2 separate regions of the Mus musculus genome follow, and region 1 is linked to region 2. Evidence: chromatin contacts called from public Hi-C data. All regions are on one chromosome and are shown on one strand. Each heading gives the region's core, a stretch centred on a gene start, on an enhancer-like site or on the middle of the called end of the contact. The rest is flanking DNA. Distances are from core to core; before and after follow the strand shown.

Region 1 (2,700 bases), core at 2-2,501, 330 kb before region 2:
AAACTCAGTTTGTTTTGAATTTTTTCATCCTGTTCTACCATCAGCCCTTAACCCCATGCCTCTCTCCCGTTTACACCTCCAAACCTTTCTTTCTAAAACACGTACCACACTACTGTTCATTACATATCAAACTGGAGGAGGACTACTTTGAAGTTCAATAATGGCCCCTTTAGGAAGAGAGAAGAAAAACCTAAATATAAAAATGTTAATGGTGGCAGTCTAAATTGCTCTGTAAGCTTTCCCCTTCTTTCCTCACCTGTCAATAAATAAACAAGCTTGATGCATTTTGAGCACTCATTTGTGTATGCCTGAGCAGTGTACTAGGAAACAAACACAGGAAGCTCCTATCAGCGCTAAGACACAGAGCGGGGTGCTATGAAACAAGTGAGCAGTTACAAGGATAGAGGAATCTGGAATGGTAGCACCTAGGAGACAACTTTTCAGCCCAGGTTCAGGTTCAGCAAGGATAGGACAAGTTTGTCTAGGCTGAAGCAATGGTAAAAGGTCAAGATCAGAACACTAAGGATCTTGCAGACCACTATCAAGAGTTTGAAAGTTGTGAATCATTAAAAGGCTTCTAAAATGGAATGATTAACACAATTTCCCTGTATACTGTCTGCCCATATTCTTCCGTGTATTCTCAGCATTGTAAAGTTGAAGATCATTCACAAAGCAATCATTACTTTTTGAAATAAGAGATACAATTAGGTCTCTGCTATGCAAGCATTGGCCTGAGATTGGATCACCAACACCTACATAGGAGTCAGGCAAAGTAGACTGTGCCTATCTGTAACTCTAGTGTTGGGGGAAGAGGGTGAAGAGAGGAAGACCCCAGGGCTTGCTGCCCAGAGTGCCTAGCCAAATCAGCATCAGACTAAGTGAGAGACTGAGTCTCAAAATTTAAGATGGAAAGCTATAAGGCACTATGCCCAATGTTGACTTCTGGCCTCTATTCATCTGCAGGCACATGTGCACATACCCACATGAAGAGACATGGTAAAAAGTATAAACAGTATTTGCCTTGTTTTCAACATATATATTATTTACCCCTTCATCCTGTCATGATTTACCACACCCTGAAACCAGCTCTCAATCAACCCCCTATTTCAAAGACCACTAAACTTGGACCAAGAAGAGAACTGAAGAGCAGGTAACCCCCAATCCCTAAATGCTGTGCACCACTTGTAAAGCACCATTTGAGGTTCTGCTAACTCACTTCCGGTCCACCATTACAGCCCTTATCTCACTGCTCTTCTGTTTTCTACATTCTCATCTGACTTCTGCATTTGATAATTTACTTTTTAAAAGAGCGACTGGGCTCAGATGACCAATGACTATTATGGTATTGCCAGTATTTGTTTTAGCAAATGTCTACTACAATAAAAGATGCACTTAGTTTCAGTTATTGGAGCTGAAAGGACATTTCATCGTGAACTATTCTCTGTGACCATAAAAGAACACAGAGCATAACTGCAGAGCCTCCAAGTTAAAGGAGACCTTCAACAAAAGTGCACTTGCTCTGGCCTGGTTGACATGGAGTCATCAGATCAGCCCTAGAACTCTCTGACTTGCTATGTGTTGCTCAACTGACTTTGACAACTGTATTCAGGTGACAATATTTGGATGGTAGATACATAAAGTCAGATTCAAACACTAAACTTTTAGAAACTGGCATTTCTTTTTCACCAATTCAGTAATTATATAAAATTTAAAATAACAAATAATTTTATTCAATTTCCTTTTTTTTTTTTTGAGACAGAGTCACACTACACAGCCCTAACTGACCTGTTAAAAATATTTTTGAAACTCTAATCATTATAATGACTGGGAATATAAACTTACTTCGCTTGAATACCTACTCTGCATTGGTTGTACGCTAATAAACAAAACACCACACTCTTTATGAATGTACATCAGAGTTCTTACTTGCTCTTTTAAGTATTCAAGCATCTAATGTAATGTCCAAGTGAGCACGGAAGAACCCAGTGATCACCCCATTATGTTTAAAAAGAAAGGTGCTAAATAGTCATATCAAAAGCACCACTTTACATTTAAAGCAGTTACTGAGTGTGTATAATTTAACAAATTGCAAGAATTATGAGCAGCATAATGTTTACAAGATCCCCTGCTTATTCAGGAGATTTTAGAATCTCCTCAATTTGAATACAAAAGCATATTGCTGGAAACAGACATGCCATTAGTAGAGTTACACATAATCTTTTGTTATAGTCCTTTTGTTTATTCACTTTAAAACAAATAAGACATGCTCTAAAGATATCTAACAGTAAGACCTTGGGGACCCCAAATGTCTAAAAATTAACTTTAAATGTTGTTTAGATACCTAACTTCAAAGGATTATTTTTCTGCACTGGTATTGACTTTTCCACACGAAGGCGTAGAACGGAAGGGCAGACTAGGGGCAGATGCTGTGGAGGAGCTGAGACCTGCTCTGGATCTGGACAAGAAGGACGCTAGAACATTTTAAAACTAAATTCTAAATTTTCACAAATTTAAGTTTGCAAGTCACTACGTGTGAATTTTACAAGAAGAATAATCACATATTAGATGTAGCTAAAATTCAAACTTAAAACTATCAAAAAGATAATTAACTTCAATATAATCTTAAAATAATTTATTTAGGTATCTGTCAGGTCTTAAGATAAAGACATACACTCACAGATAAATAATTTCTTCTTCATG
Region 2 (2,700 bases), core at 19-2,518:
CCTCACTCAGGAAGTTCCTTTAGACTGCCCTAGCTATGACTACAGGAGTAAGAGACTGAGGTCAGGGTGAAGACAGGAACACTGGAGGGGAGGCTGAGGCACTGGGAGGATCGTTGATGCATAACTCAAAACTGATAAAACTCAAGGAAGGGTTAAGGTTAGAGACAGTAGGGGTGAGATGGGCATTAGAACAATCAAAAGGCGATTTTAAAAGAAGGTTGTGAGGCTAAGAGATACAGGTGAGCAGGAGAAGGCAGGGGTCTGTAGTCTGTGGTCTCATCTCCACAGTCCTATGAAGTGAGTACTATCATTCAACTTTCTGGAAGAAGACAGACTCAGAAAATACTAGGGAGTAAAACTAACAGGCCTTGGTGTTTCAGGTCATCTCCAGGAAGAAGGTGAAAAGCAGGGGGTTTGAGGTATGAACGTGGAGGGCAGAGGGTTCTGATTTAACATGTTCAGAATAGCGGGTTCCCTAGGAAAGGATTAACGGGTCAGGAACACAGCAGGGTTTGGTGTTGGGGGTTCACAGTTGGAGAGGTGGGTCTGCAGTCAGCAGCTCAGGCCAGAGCAAGCTTTTGGACTCCGAATCCTCTCAGATAGATGCCTCGCTGCCTCCGGGAAAATGGAATTGTTTTCTAGAGGCGAGAAACAAGAAGAGATTAGAAGTGAATTCCAATTTAGGAGCTCGACAAAAACCTCAGCTGCTGCCCTCAAACTCCACAAAGAATATCTGTGCACTGAAGGACTTTCTTGAAATTTATATTGCTGGGGAAAGCTGCCTGCTTTTGAAATACTGCTTTAACAGTGACCCCTAGTGTTAGGGAGAGGTCTCTAACTGATGCTCAGCCTACAAAGGAAAATTCCCTTCACCGGAGTCACTGCAAAGCTAGAGCCAATATGCATTGCCAGGTGCCTTAATGCATTATTCAGTCACCTTGCCTTTGGGAAGCTCACACTCAAACAATTCCAGGTCGCTTCCCTGCCAGGAAGATGTAATGGAGATGAACTCTGAGAAGGGCAGCCAGCATAAACAAGGAGGGAGGCATACCTTCCCAAGAGAATAGTTTGTAGAGGAGGAGGACAAGAAAAAAACTACAGACTAGAAGGTTGATAAAATACTAAAATAACAAGTTTCTCTGAGTGATAAATCTAAGAGGCGCCATGTTCTGCTTCCTTTCTGTGGCTGTGATAAAACTCTCTGCCCAAAAGCAACTTAGGGGAAGAAACTACTTATTTCAACACACAGGTTCATCATTTAGGGAAGTCAGGGCAAAAACTCTTACAGGAACCTGATGCAGAAACCACAGGAATGCTCAGCTCACTAACAGGCTCATGCATAATTAACTTTCTTATTCAGCCTGGCAGCACTGGCCTAGGGAATGGTGCTGCCCATAGTGGGTTTGGCCCTTCTACATCAATTAACAACCAAGACAACCCCCTACTCCCAGACATGACCACCGGCCTATCTAATCTAGGTAATTGCTCCCTTGAGAGTCCTTTCTCAGATGACTCCAGCCTGTGTTAAGTTGTCAATTATAGCTAACTAGAATGGACCCATTTGAAAGTCTGAGAGGTTCCCTCAGCCTGACAAACTAATTCTGAGCACTTGTTCCATACCAAGCCAGCTTACTACTGGCCTATTTATCCCAAAGGTAACAACAGTTATTATCTCAATTGTATAAAGAGGCCAAAAGTAGCAATCAGTTAATTATCCAGGTTGACTGCAGCTGAGGAGGAAGGAAAATACAACTGGAACCCAAGCTTCTTGAATGCCAAGTTTGCATTTCTAATCTTAGTGCTACAGCCAAAAACAAACAAACAAACAAACAAACAAAAACAACAACAACAACAAAAAGCAAGTATGCTGGCTGGGTGGTGATGCCACAAGTCATTAATCCCAGCCCTCTGGAGGCAGGGGCAGGTGGATCTCTGTGAGTTCAAGGTCAGCCTGGTATATAGAGTAAATTCCAGGACATCCAGCTCTACACAGAGAAACCCTGTCTTGAAAACAAACAAACAAACAAACAAACAAACAAAAAAGTATGATAAGTATGCTGGTGCTAGAGAGATGGTTTAGCAGTTAGGTGCACTTGGTCATCTTGCAGGGGGCTAGGATTCAGTTCCCAGCACCACATCCACAGCTATGTATGTAGCTCCAGGACCACTGGATCTAGCTCCCTTTTCTGCTCTTGGGCATTGCATACACAAAGTGCATATACATTCAGGCAAACACACAAACACCCAGCTCTAGAATATGCATAGCTCATTAAATTAGCAAAGGCTAAAAATGTAACTTGGTTCCAGAAAAGTGGCAGTCTGAGTGTCTGGATCACAGCCTCTATGTGCTCATTCAGATGTGGTCATTATTTATCAAATCAATGGACCATTCAGAGAAGGAGCCCCTGGGCATGCACTGCAATTTTTAGAAATCCTTACTAGAGACGGGGGATGTGGCACAGTGGTGGATACCAGAGCCTGCTCAGCATGGGTTCTTAATGCCAAGAGTGAAAAACAAACAGCTTCTCCAGCTGACAGCATCTTCACATCTGGAAAAAAAAAAAAAAAGCCAAGACAAGACAAGAATTAAAGGCACAAGGTGTTTGATGATTCCAAAAATCAGAAGTTTTTGTTTTTGTTTTGTTTTCTCAATACAGAATTTCTCTGTGTAGCCCTGGATGTCCTGGAACTCACTCTGTA

What was found. A called contact is a pair of places that touch in the nucleus more often than the background predicts.
Region 1: a Hi-C map of bone marrow-derived macrophages shows a contact between it and region 2, with 17 read pairs. The contact joins two enhancer-like sites. A contact is called at or near these places in 1 of 484 Hi-C or Micro-C datasets (bone marrow-derived macrophages) and 1 of 9 other capture datasets (embryonic tail).

The regions. Positions count from the first base shown.
Region 1 is chr3:84,943,697-84,946,396 of GRCm38.p6, reverse strand. The region is part of intron 4 of Fbxw7 (F-box and WD-40 domain protein 7); the gene reads right to left. Among named protein-coding and RNA genes, the nearest start is that of Gm40080, 67 kb to the right of the region's middle. Within about 2 kb of position 1,251, at least 23 of the 459 cell types and tissues checked have an H3K27ac peak or open chromatin away from gene starts, as enhancers often do. A contact at or near this core is called in bone marrow-derived macrophages, where this site is marked.
Region 2 is chr3:84,613,824-84,616,523 of GRCm38.p6, reverse strand. It overlaps Gm46836 (a long non-coding RNA gene), which reads right to left. Exons shown (of 3, transcript XR_001784062.1): 2 at 2,440-2,549; 3 at 354-638. Among named protein-coding and RNA genes, the nearest start is that of Gm46836, 11 kb to the right of the region's middle. Within about 2 kb of position 1,268, at least 34 of the 459 cell types and tissues checked have an H3K27ac peak or open chromatin away from gene starts, as enhancers often do. A contact at or near this core is called in bone marrow-derived macrophages, where this site is marked.